Regions from separate parts of the Anas platyrhynchos genome. Here region 2 is linked to region 1. A link is a contact called in public Hi-C data. All regions are on one chromosome and are shown on one strand. Each heading gives the region's core, a stretch centred on a gene start, on an enhancer-like site or on the middle of the called end of the contact. The rest is flanking DNA. Distances are from core to core; before and after follow the strand shown.

Region 1 (6,865 bases), core at 3,244-5,743:
TTCTCCGCTGCACACCCACAGCCAGCAAAAATGCAATGTTGTGTCAGCCTAAGTGTGGGAGCAGGGCCTATTTAGAGCAGGAAGGGTTAAAGACAAGTCAATGATTTCATTGAAAATCCCTCAGGCCAAGGATTAAAAAAAGAAATGTTCTCTGAGTGAAGACATGGCACACAAATAATTTAAAGACTGCAATTTCACTAGTTGTGTTGTGATGACTGGGGATTGCTAAAAAGCCTTCTCTCTCCTTTCATGCATTCTTCTGTGCCTCCTCGTTTTCTATGCAAACATTTCCATTACTAATGGGACTGTCAAAGGGCCTCCTTTTCTCTCTCTTGCCCTCCCCGACCACGGAGATGCTGCAGAGGCACCGTGCAGCAGCGGCTGCGGCTGAAACACCCTGTGGCATCCCCACCAGTCACCGTTTCAGGAAATAAAGGACAAGAAGGTCTATACAGGGAATCCCGGTTCAAACTCCTACATCATGAAATCTGTCCTTACTTTGTTCTGCTACCAAGTGATGAGTCCCAGGTCCCCGCTCCATCCTCTGACACCCCACCTCAGCCTTGGTCCCGGGCATTTCTTCCTCTCCCATGCCAGAGCTCGCACTCGATTAGCATTCAAACTAAACACTCAGGACTAAGTGCCTGGTTGAAATGGAGGTGCAAGCAACACTATGGGCAGCACAGTTTCTGCCTGGCTAGAGGCAGGGCTACAAGCTCCCTTTACCCTACCGACCCCCATGGGCATGAGCTCCCTGCCACCCACCGGGGGTACCGGCAGTGCAAACAGCCCCCATCTTCACCTCCTGGGCTTGGCCTCCTTGGCACAGCACGATTTGAGCCCCCCAGGTGCCACGGAGGAGACGGCTGGCTCTGTGCCCACCGACAGATTTACTACCAGGCTGCGGGAGGAACAGCATGATTGCGGCCCTAGCAGTTGAAGGATGTAAGTGAGACCAGGGAGAGGAAATATCTTTTATTAGACCAACTCGGCGCGTTTTGAATTGTGTGTTGCAGTCAGAAGGTAAGTCCTCGGGGACGGTTGCTGCGTTTCTTCCATAAGCTGGCCCAATAAAAGACATTACCTCTCCTTGCAAAATTTACCTTCCTTCAAGATACTACCACATTCATCCTGAATGTTATCTCTGCCATTAGGAGGCATTAATATCATAGCCAGCCCCACTACTGTGAGTGTATTGATTCGTTTTGCAGAAACCTGATTCCTCTGCATACTTTTGAGTGTTGCATCATCTCACCCCTTCAACTCACAGCTAGGATGTTTTCTGTTTCTTATGTAACAGCTCTTAATTCAGATTACGGGAGACATTACAATAGTGTACACTGTACGATACTGTATTAAAACCGTACGGTAGAAAAACAGAGGCATTATTCCCTTCTGAAAGCGGACCTCTCTCCAGAAAAGCAATGAACCTTTTCTGCAGACCTGCTCCCATGCCCACATACTCTTCTCTGCTGCAGCATACATAACAAAGTGGCAGAGTTGGAATGTTTTTTGTTTGTTTGTTTGTTTGTTTGTTTGTTTTTGGCATGAGTGGGTGGGGAAAGAAAATGGAAGAGAAGACCATAAACGCAGTGTTTGGTTTCACTACACCTTAGCTTGCACTTTGTCCAAGGTGTTAAAGAAGAAAAATGCCATCCAACAAAAGATCCTCAAATGCATTAGTATTTAAGATGGTTTAATTATCAAGTTCAGTCTATTTTTTTTCTGTGGATTTAGAGACTCGTTTATACCAGTAGGGAGAAGGGTTTTACACCTGTGTCCCCCCTTCCTGCAAGCAGCCCAGGCTCATGGTTGCCCAGGGTGCCCAGCTCAAGCTGGACGGGCACCAGACATTTGTGTGGCTATGTTGTCTTCACCAGGTGGAGGCTGCATAAATGACATTTCTGAGGACATTTCTGAGCAAGCACCTTCCACTTCAAGCAGTTCCACTGCTGCTTCCTCTCCTTCCTGAGGGCCACCACGTGAATTGTCTGGGTGGCTGTGCCAAACAAGCCAGCAGCTATCCTCCATTTCATATTATTGATGCATTTCCCCTCACTCTTTACCAGTTTAAATACTGAAGACGTATTCAATTTAAGATAGAGTAAGGAATTTAAAGCATTTTTTCTTACCTGAGCAGGCTTCTTTTGAACCACTTGTTGAGGCTGAAAAATGAAACAAAAGCTTGGTGAGAAGCAAAATTTACTGAGGTCACTTAGCAGTCATTTCACAGGTGCTGGGAAAAATAGTTTCAGCATAAGAAATAAAAACACAGGCAAAACCCACAATCAGAAATGGAGAGCTTGTTATTTCCATGGATGCTGATTACTCTTTTCCCCCACTCTTTTGGCCATGAGCTGTGGGGAAGCCCTCCCTGCTGGCTATGAGGCTCAGGCAGAGAGGTGAGAGGTGAGGGACATGTTCCTGAGCCAGGGCTTCCCACCCAACCACAGCCATCCCTGCTGAAGCCATCAGGCTGGGGTGGGCAGCACCTCTGCTCCCTGGGTGCTCTGTTTTGGAAGCTGTAGCTGAATGAAAGCACTGGATGTGATTTTGGGGATGCCCATCACCAGGCTGCTTGGGTGCGTGGCCAAGGAGAGATGGGGGCTGTGTCCACCTGCTTGCCCACAACCTGGTGGCACAGCCACAGGGACCTCAGCAGCAATCTTTTTCTGGCTGCCCCTACCCAGGAGCAGGAAATATGGTCCTCAGGAGAGTCAGGAAAGCCACTGAGGTGCCGGGGCCCTGCATCCAAGCCCCGGGGAGGAGGAGGAGGATCAGTTAAGGAACTAACGCCTGCACGCTTAAAATACACCACGGCTGCTCTGCTGATGTGACCCCTGTGGGTGCTAGGAGCAGCACGAACAATAAGGCCACAGATAAAGGATGAAATCCTGACACCGTGAGCACAAAAGGGCTTTTCTTACTCCAGTGGGGAAAAGCTGCCTGCCTTCCCCCTCTCTGCCCCCCAGGATTTTCTGTTTTCAAAGTACATGAATCGCACCCAATGATTTTCTTCCTGCCCTTCCTTCCTGCCTGTTCCTAATCCCAGCCGTGATTTTAGTGCCTCACTTGGGCAGAAGCCAACATGCCGTCCCTCTGGATAGCCAAAACCCTAATTTTCATGACAGTATAGTAGGAAATAACTGGAATATTTCTGAATAAACAGTTTAGTGTAACTGGCCTTTCAGAGCAATATTTCAGTGGGAAGGATCAATGAAAATGTAAATTAAATGTAACTGATTCAATTCAGACTGCCCACCACAAGCGTCCCATTTTAACAAGAGATGCTTTGTTTATTTTCAGTCATTTTTTCTAATTCAGCGGAATCCTATTGCTGTTTTATTTTTTGTATCTCTGCCTCAGGCTCCAAGTTCTGCTCTCGAATAAATATGAGAGGGAAAAAAAAGCGATGACTGGGTCCGTCTTTAAACTTCAGGGTGGATCCTTTTCTTTTCCATTAAACTCCCTCGCAATGGAGAAGCGATTACCCAAGCACACATTTTATTGATGCCTTCTCCAGGTGGACTGCAAGCCCTGAACTGATTACGGGACATTTGCTGCCCTTGGACAAAGGAATTATTTGTTTCATAGGAATCCCTCGTAATTACAGAGTTCATTGAGCTCCTCGGTAATCTGAAGTGCTTTTCCACTTTATTTTCTTTTTCTTGCCTGCTGATTACACCTGTGCACGTGTTTACTCCCAAGCCACATGAAATCTGTAGACATTCTTAGCGGCTGACTGTTTTCTCCTGTTCAGAAATCCCCATATATTTTTGGCTGTGTGCTCTGCATTCATGTGACTCTCACACACTGTAGCTCAATGAAATCTTCTGAAAGGGCTGCCAACTCACCAAATTTTCCATGAATTAGGTCCTGACACTTCAATGAGAGGAAAGACAATGTCTGAAACAAGGCCAGCCCTGGCTTTCTGCCTAGTATGTGTCAAAGTAATTCTACCAGCTGCCCTTCTACACAGCACTTCATACTTTTCAGACCACCAGAAAGCCCCTTGAATACTTTCAGTGATAGCTGGGGCTCGGGCTGCCAGTGTGTTTTCCCAGCCTCTGGCACCCAGTGGCTCCAGACTGGACCTAGAAAGTTTTTGTGTGTGTTTGTTTTGTTTTGTTTTTATTTTTATGAATGGCTTTTGCAGGGGACTCTGACTCGAGCACAATACTATACAGCCATTCATAAAAAGCAGAGGGAAAATATTGTACTTTGCCCAGTTGGAAACTGCCTGTGATACTGACCAAAGCTCGCAGGAATCTCAGTCATTCGAGATCTTTGCTATCTCAGTGCTTCATGTCAAGAGCTCCCTGGCAGCGTCTGCTTGCTGCCAGCGAGGTTTCCAGCAGGGAACAGCGCATGTTGTGCTTTCTCCCTTAGATGGAAGAAGCGGAGCTACGCGGGACGAAAAGCAGGGCTCAGCCCCTTGGCCGGCGCTCGCGGCACGCAGCACCGACACACTGGGAGCCGTGCCCACGCCTGCCAAGCTCAGGGCTGCGGCCTGTGCGGGCTGAAGCACGGCAAGGGCTGGCACCCAGGGGCACCGCTCGCCCCGCTGGTGATGCAACCAGACAAACACTCCCTGGGTAAAACCAGCAAGGTCCAATCCTGCCAGGATCCCTGCGTCTGCTCACTCAGGGACCACGGCCCTTGGGGCAGCCCAAAGCAGGAGAACTGAGGCGGACAGGAATAATGAAAAGTCTCCTAAGCACCCCCTTGATTTCTATAACCGTTGTGGACGCGACGTCTTTGGGAACTGCTGGACACACTGTGGATACAAATGCGTCTACTCACTGAGTCCTGTGTTCACAAAGAGAGTTAAGAGAGCTTTTCAGAGACACCTCTGAGCTGAAAGGCTCTTGCAAATGCGTGTTTGACTAGTTGGGAAGAAAGGGAATCCGTCTTGGTTACGGAAAAGATTGGAACCACAAAAAAGACAAGGACAAGAGACTTTAAAGAGATGCCTCGGAGCAAAATGAAGTTGTACGTGAGACAGGGGAGCTCTGAACTATTATATATCCCTCCAGGAGACTGCAGAGTAAGATGGCAGCCCTCCTGCTCTGCCAGAGGCTGCCTTGCTTACCTAAGTGATCGCACGTAAGGGGAGCTGTGTGAAACACACAACTTTCACATTTTGCTTTTATCCCAAGTTGGAAAACCAACTATTTTACACTGAAACTGTATCAGCTGAAATTCTGGGTACCCGAAATCAAACTTTACTGGTTTATGTCAAATACAAGCGCAGGACAGTCTCAAGCAGCTTTCTTAAATCTGTTTTGAGGCAGAAAGACCAAGTGACAGTGTTGGAAAAATTCTATGACCACGTCATTTAAAAGCCTACCGTACGAGAACAAATCCAAAATACAGCAGAGTGCATGTTTAAACTACTATGTCTACACGAGCTAAGACAAAATACTGTAATTTAAAACTTTGTGATAAGATCTCTAACTTTGAAGAGAAAAAAATTAACCACGTAGAGAGCAATGTACACAAACCTTTTGGTGGTTTTATCTTTGGCTGTAAGGTTTGGAAGTTCAAAGCCCAACTGTTTATCTTCTACAGCACACATCTTTCACCGTTCCTCTGCCACCTCACCCCTCTATTTATTTTCAAATTCTGTCACTTTACCCTTTGTCAATATCCTAGATGTGTCCTTGCAGACAAAACCTTGTTCAGGCACTCCTTGCCTCTGCCAAAACCTGTATCATCAGATAACTTTTCTCTCTGTTGGTAAATACAGACACCGGTCAAACAATTTCTCTGCTTCCTACACGAGAACAAAAGAGCCGCCTCATGTGACGAGTCCATATTCATCTTGTACCAGCAGCCAGAAGTTGTATCAAATTCAATTTGTCACACCTCCCCTTCTCTAAAGTGCTTCTTCTTACCCTTTGACTTTTCGTAGCCCTATAAAAATAAGGATGGCTACGGGTAAGTCTATGTCAACCAGGACGAGCGACGCTGGAACACATTTTTAACGATCGGAGCTAAAAGCACTGGCCTGCATGCAAATCATTCACCCACTGCTGTGCCTGAAGCTCCAAGGACACGCCGCACAGTCACGGTGCTCCTAGGTTTTGTGTCTGCGTCTTCCTCTTTAAATGGGGTATTATGAAGATGTTTGACTGATGCTTCTTGGCAACAGTGACTCTCTATTTTATTCCCACAGCTTGACACAGACAAGACATTCGCATGGAGGTAGCTCTGCTGGTGAGGCTAAATGACCGTGATGGAAACTAATACCCAGTTAGGATGACATTTATAGTGCTGACAGCTCAGTGTTGCGCAGAGATCATTAAAATAATTTCATAGGTCACCCAAACACTTGTAGTTCTAAATTAAAAGATGAGTAAAACCATATTTAGACTTTTTGTCTACATATCCTAGAAAAATCAGGAAGTTCATATTATACCAGTTGAAACCAATATAATCCAAAATAAATCATGTCTTCCAAGCAGTTCCATATGACAGCGTAATAACTACTGTTCTGCCCTACAGCTTTAATTGGTTCGAGTCCAGCCTTTCCCTCACTCCTCGAGCACGCAGTGCTCCAACGCTGGGACTGGAGGCCCACAGAGGCTGTGAGAGCCTCCTCTCCTCTCAACAAAAGCAATTTCCAGCTTCACGGCCACCAGCAGGACTCCACCACAGGCTGTGTGGGGCAGCGAGCCTGCCATTCACTGCTCCTATCCAGGTATGCTCACGGCTTGCTTTGGAAATGATCTTCCCTTAGAGGGGCGAGGAGAAAAGCTTTTCACAGCATCAATAGCGAGGGGAGGTTCCCTCTCCGCCCAAGCAGGAGCTGCTCGTGTTTTGGAAGGGCAGGTTGTGAATTCTCCTGCCCACATCGCATGTT
Region 2 (6,865 bases), core at 2,204-4,703, 75 kb before region 1:
AAGCAACTGAGATGCCTTAATGAAAAATTCAGAAACTCAGTGAAAAGAGAGTTGTTTTATATTCGCTTCTTTCCCTTGGATTTTAAAATCTCCACGTGGTGATTTCAGCTAAGGTATTGTGTCAGGGAAACCAAAAAGTGAAGTTGACCAGAGACAAGTAAAAACGCCTGTGTTGTTTTCATTGTCCAAATGTAATGATGTGCAATAATTTAAAACAGCAGTTTTACATGGTTAAAAATTAATTGGATTTTTAAAAATTCTAAAAGTAACCCTAGAAAAAGCAAAAAGGATAACTGTTTGCATTAGGTTAGAATTAGTTTTTAAACTGGGAAAAAAATAAGTTTTGTATGTTTTAGCACACACACACACAAAAAAGTGCTTTATTTTTAGGAATGCATACAAATCAATTTTTGCTCATACACCAACAAACAGTGTTACAACACATGCATCTATTCCTGCAGCTATCATTGAAGCTGAGAAAAAAATAAAATCTTATGTGTTTCAGGGGTAAGATATAAACAAGACAATACAAAATTAGAGATAAAAGCATTTTAAAAGTTCAAGAATCACTTTTTAATAAAGACATGGATATCCAAGTTTCTTTAAACAGTAAGTTATAAAACAAATACACAGTGCTACAGTTGAAAAAAATTTATGGACTAACATTTAAAACTAAAAAATATTTAGGTTGTAAGAAAATAAATGTTGCTTAATTTGGAGAGATAGATTCACACTTGAAAAAAATTTAGATTTTTTATGTTAATAAATGTTAATTTATGTTAATTTAGATTTGATTTGTAAAAATTTATACAAATAAATTAAATGTATTTTGTAACTAAATTGTCAACTTTCAGTTAATGGATATTCTGATGTTTCTGCCTGGAAACAAAGCTTAAAAAACAGCAACAATAAAAAGAAAACAACAACAACAAAACACAACAGAAAAGCTGAAGTCTATCATTCAGTAAAGAACAAAAAATTAAAATAAAATGTGCAAAAAAAAAAAAAGCTTTTGCAAAACTCTTAATAATGTAATTCTAATTTCTAAATATGTTTGAAACAAAGCATTTTTAGATTATGTCCTCTTTCATTTACAAACTCTACATTTTAGGATCTTATTTCTGTCAGAAAACTCACTAACACACAGATATAAACCAACGAATGCAGCTCCTGGTCTGCCCTGATCTCTTCAGAGATTGTTTCATGAGAAACAGAGGACCCAGAGCTTTCATTTGCTTTTAGATGTAATGTGAATTTGCTGTGGAAGGAAATTAAATAATTTCCAAAATGATCTTTCCCAAGTATCTTTTTGCGTTAAACAGGGTTTGGATTCAGTGGCTACTAATGAATTTGGATATGTTAACAGTGACTGGATCATATCCAAATATGACTCGATGGGAAAGCCATTAGTTTTCTTCCCTGAGGTTACACTGGGATCCCATCTGGTGATTGCTAATAAATGTGGATACTTTCTGAAAAAGAGCTTGCATTTAGATTCTAGCATGAATTACTGGGAGCGCAGCTTCTTGCAGTTTCATTCATGCACTTCAGTGAAGCCGAATTCGTAATAACTTAAAACTTGATAAAAAGGAGCACGTTGCTCACAGGACATAAGCCTTCAGTTAATCTTTTTTGGTTCTGTTGCAATTATTTGTGAAATAGGATTGTGTTTGTTTGCAATTAGCAAATATGTAAAAATACCTTTGAGAAGATCAAAAGCAAGACCATTAAAAGCAATTTTATATTTGATTGTAACTACCAAGTGCTTACCTTAAAATAACAACTTTAATTATCAAGTGAGTGTCTGAATGGCTTTCCTCCTTAGCGGGATGAAATCTAAATCCTATTTATCTTTCCTCTGAGCCATTCAGAGCACTTAGGCAAGTCGTTTCATTTTCATATGTAATGCTAGGGAGGAAATCCTAACAGGAACAGAAACATATGTTTGTCTCAACAAAGAGGAAATGCTCATCTCTTTTCAAAATCCTATAACTTCTTGGAAAATACAGCAGTCTATTTAAAATAGTAAGCCTATTGACTATGTGCAGCCTATGTTATTTGTTAACACCACAACTATTAATTACATGGGAAAGATTGTTTTCTTTTGTTAACAAAAAAATCCGTTGTTCACTTTTTTATGTATTTTTCCTAACAAAACAATTATTAGCTGGTGGAAATTGACCCTATTTTTGATCAAAGGAGCAATTCATCTCATCCTGCAACCTAACTGCTATCTGTCATTGTAGAATGCACAGGTCTTATTTAGCTGCCGACCCCATCCAGGCATGAGAAAAGGGAGTGAGGGAAAAACCTATAAAGCCCAAAATAAAACTGCAGATTCTTCTGGTTCTTGTCAGTTTCAGTTACAGTGGGGTAGAAACAGCAGTAAATTCACTGGGGCTATATCAGATCAAAACAAGTCCGTTATAAATATCATTCATATAAACCATGTGGGACGAGAGAGAAACTGTCAGAATAAGAGAAGGGAAAATTGGTCTCTTCTGCACTTCAATAAATTATATGATGTTTTTAGAGATTATACCATGTAAAAAAAAATAAAACTTAACGTATGCTTGCCTGTGCACATGTGAATGCATGTATGTGTGCATACTCACACAGTAGTTTTAACTTAAATATTTTTCTTTAACAAAATACAGAGAGTTCATTGACTGTAGATAAAACTTGAGCACCATATAAATCTAGGAGAAAAAGAGCTTTGAAGAAATGCTTCACCTTTTCCCCAGGAGTCAACTCAGTGACCCAACCTGCTTCTGATGGGGTGAGTGACATAGTCCCACCTACTTTGCTGAGTAGCTTAGAGGGCTGTGATCACGAAAGGTGAGGAACTTTAGGGGTGTTGGGGAGGTGATGACCAAAGCCCTTGTTTACCTACACAGCTGATAGAAGAAGGCTGTTCCCTATGTTTCCCAGCTGTAGTTGAAATGAATAGTAAGAATCCTCCTGACCTACAATTTTACTAAGTTTTGTTTTTGTCTTTTTTTGTTGTTTTTGTTGTGGTGGTGGTGGTGGTTGTTGCTGTTTTAATTTTAAATTTTGAGATTAAGAACTCATTTACATGAAAAGGCGAGAAATTGCCAGATGATAAAGCACCTTCCCTCATTTACAACTTCAACAAGATCTAGAGCAGTGACTTAGCTACCAGAGTTTATTAACAAGTGAGATGTTAATATATATGTCAGTTCAGTAAAGCATAAATGAGAGAGAACATATGAGCAAAACCATAAACATTGTGATGACTACAGCTATACAATAAGAGAAAAAGAATATATTAAAATGGTGGGAGTATACCAAGCCAATTTTTTTTCCACAGCAATTTTCAACTGTTTCTTTGCCTTTGTCCCTCGATTTCTTGCCTAGGGGAGCAGAGGTCGTTCAATTCTGCTGTCAAAGCCATGCATTTGCTATTTTAGGTCCCGAGTCAGCTAAACACATAGATACTTGTTTAACTTCAAAGGGGTAAACTACAAGCTTCAAGATAAGGTTGTACTTATCTGCTCAGCATAGATTGCTTGCTGCCTTGCAGGTCAGTCCTTAATTACCACAGGGAGTAAAGCCAGAGCCAAAGAAAAAGGAGATTCAATAGAAATCAGGAATACGGAAGGGAAAAAGTATAGAAATAGGAGTCCTAACTTCAATACGGTGAAGCAAAAGGACCCACTTGCTGCCCAAAAACTCCTTCCGTGTTTCTCTGTTGGGTACTTGTGTTCACTTACATAATGATTGTGACATATCTATCTATCTATATGGCTGTAGTTGTGTTTCTGGTACAAACTGATAGCCCATCCTTAAGCACAGTTGGGAAACCAGAGCAGCATTCATTTGCTCCAACTTCAGATTCTTTATGTCAGACGGTTTAATCAGAGCTGATTATCTTTAGCACTAACCTTGAAACTACTGCGTTAATGGGGCTGTCTATGCCTGAAAGGCAAGACTATGGCATTTCGGGGGGAGGAAGGATATAAGGAGCAGCCAACCCTCTTCAGAGCTCCACCTGGATTGTGGATTCTGGATGAGCTGAAGTCTTTTGTTAGTCCTCAGTGTTCTGGGGAAGGACAAGATTCAGAATACATCTTGATGTGGAAGAGATTGATTTCAGACAGGTGTCTGTTCAGCAGCAGCAGATTCTGTCTCTCGCAGAGCTACTTATTGCTCCCCGTTTACTGTAAAGAATCATTAGACATCAAAGCCTAATGATCTCTATTGAAATTTGGGGTTCCGAAGCTTACTGCACAAAGCTTACAATCTTACTGAAGCTTACAAGCACTTCTATTTTTTGGAGCTTGTTATTTTTCTGAAGTGTTGCTGTAAGGGTTCAAGTCAGTAACTTTTGCACATGCAGGTGTGTGTAAAGTCTCAGGAGTTTGAGGGTTTCTGGAGCAGAGCAGAAAGCATTGGGCTCTGAACTGGGCTGGTAACACACTGGCAAGCCAGACCTAGACCATGTGCATTTGTACTGCTGAGGGATACAAGAAAATTCAGCTCTTGTGTTTTAGAAAATAAAGGAATAGTTTGGCAATACCTTTGATGGAGTCACGGCTCTAGTGACCTCGCTATTGCCAGGATATAAGAAACACCTCCCCTCACCAGGAAATATCCTTCCTGCTCTGCTGTGTTTTGGCTTGCAGGGGCAGGAGGATGAGGAACACAAACGGTACTACGGTGGCCATCTATCCAGAGTTAAATCGGTGTGTGTGCACTGGGCTAGCATTGACAGCAGAAAAGATGTTCTGAGTATTGCTGAAATCTGAATGTATAGATTCCCTTTGTACAGTAAGCTTCTACATTTCTTCTTGACTACAGATCATGAATGATATTTTTCTATACTTGTATTTTCGGCTGCAACTGCCATCCAGCTTCCTGAAGAAAAAATCTATAAGCTACTGCTATAAGTCACTAGGTGGAAGCATCTACCTTAATACTAGCAGTATGAATCCTCATTAGAGAGGTAAACTTTCAGTTCCTTTCTCATCTTTAATTTCTGCATCACATTACACAATGTCTTATTATCAAATGCAATGAAATGTAATACTGCTATTGTCTGGTTCAGCAAAGTACTTCAGCACAAGGCTGAGTCCATCCTAGGCCCTCACCCTGTAATGCTCGGGAATGCATTTTTTGTTGTATAACGACTTGCACCCAAAATACTTGCAGGGTTGGGGCTTCATTCAGTGAGACACACAGCTATGTGTTCGAGCTCATATAAGCAAATGCTTGAGAGGCTGAACAGTGATTTAGATGAGCCTGATTGCCTTGCAGACACCATTAGCAAAAATCTAGTGTGATGCTCTCGCAGAAGGCCTTTCTCTGAGACTCTTCTTTCTCTACCAGTATTTCCCATATCCTCCACACCGTGATTTCTCTTCTGCCTTTCCTCTCTCCACTCAGAGTAATTGATTGTCTTGCAGAAAAGTCAGGACGCCAACCATCTGAGAGTTGGGCAGATTTGAGAGTGATATTGCTGTGATAGGAAGTATTGGTCTTCTGCAGCATAGCTCTGTTAACCAGGTGGCCATGGTCCACATATCCAAAATTTGGGGTCCTGATTCTTCTCCAAAACTGCTCCTGTCACTGCAGTCTGGAATATTCACTGGAGATATGAGGCAGTGATGTTATACAAATGAGGAGACAAGTGGAGGAGGGCCATTCGGCTGGGTGTCTCAGTCTGGCACGTCAAAGGCTAAAGCTGTAGGGTGATGATTTCTGGATCTCTCCACGCTTGCCGAAAAGTCTACTGTACTCTGACTGCTCTCAGCTAGCTCTTTCTGGCTGGAGAAATGGTATAAGCATCTCCTAATCTACTTTAGGCAACAGCAGCAGGGCTAAATCAATTTAAACCATCTCAGTTAACCTGGTAGATTTTGCATAAAAGTGGATTAGCAAGTGCTGAAACTACTGCTTTGCCAGCAGAGCTCCACAGATGATAACCTCATGCAAAGGGACAGCTCTGCAGTTGGCAGCAAGGAGGCACAGCCTTCTCCGAGTCCTGCCCTTCTCAGCTGTGGCGACTGCAGCAGGAGGGCAAAGCAGCCAGACCCTCATCCAGCTCTTCCTCCACCAGTGAGATCTTCCCCAAATGCCAGCCTTTATCGTGAGTGATACGTGAATCAGAAAGAGCCGAGTTTGTTTTTCATACTGCAGACTGGAGCTTTGAGAAATAAACAAAAACAAATCTGTTTTTTAACTTGTTAACTGAACAGTTTTGATTTGAAAATCACTGACAGACGTCAAACGTGGGACCCCACAATGAAATGTTTACAGTGCTGTTTCAGAGAGGAACTGCACTTTGAAATTAAGTGAAAGTATGCGGGAAGTTTGCAGAGAAGGGCATGTGTAGGGGTAGAGAATTAAAGCATGATGGAGCCATCGGCATTCAGGGTTTAGGGAAAAAACTGGTATTCATATTCCTCATGTTTCTTCTCAATTGACAAGATGATCCCTTCCATTTGTGGTTATTGGTCTAGCTTTTGTCTTGATTTCCCTGTATTCTCAATTTGCCAGCTTTGGCTTTGTGTTATTTTCCTTTATAAATAGTACTAGTGAACTGTGCAGCTCTGCATAATTTATTGTGAAATGGATAAAGAAAATGATTTCTTTATGTTTTTCTTGTGTTTATTTTTTTCTTGTGCTAACATGTGCAGTGTGTTTCATTCAAACCGATGTATTATTTAGCATGGACTTGGTAATTGTATCCTAATTTGATGGAGAAGTGCTTAATTTTCCTGCCACTTTTTTTTTTTTTTTTTTTCTATTTAATTTTCACTTGGAACAGCAGGCACTGCTTTTTGTAACATAAATGAAGAGTGCAAGCTTCTATAATTCGACAGTCAAGATTACTTTTTTAATA

The links. A called contact is a pair of places that touch in the nucleus more often than the background predicts.
Region 2: a Hi-C map of skeletal muscle shows a contact between it and region 1, with 6 times the contacts expected there. The contact joins two enhancer-like sites. A contact is called at or near these places in 2 of 8 Hi-C or Micro-C datasets (skeletal muscle and small yellow follicle).

What each region holds. Positions count from the first base shown.
Region 1 is chr1:36,412,274-36,419,138 of IASCAAS_PekinDuck_T2T, reverse strand. It overlaps HMGA2 (high mobility group AT-hook 2), which reads right to left. Exons shown (of 6, transcript XR_005269011.2): 5 at 2,133-2,165. Among named protein-coding and RNA genes, the nearest start is that of LLPH, 88 kb to the left of the region's middle. Within about 2 kb of position 4,493, at least 2 of the 8 cell types and tissues checked have an H3K27ac peak or open chromatin away from gene starts, as enhancers often do.
Region 2 is chr1:36,485,814-36,492,678 of IASCAAS_PekinDuck_T2T, reverse strand. No RefSeq gene overlaps it. Among named protein-coding and RNA genes, the nearest start is that of LLPH, 15 kb to the left of the region's middle. Within about 2 kb of position 3,453, at least 2 of the 8 cell types and tissues checked have an H3K27ac peak or open chromatin away from gene starts, as enhancers often do.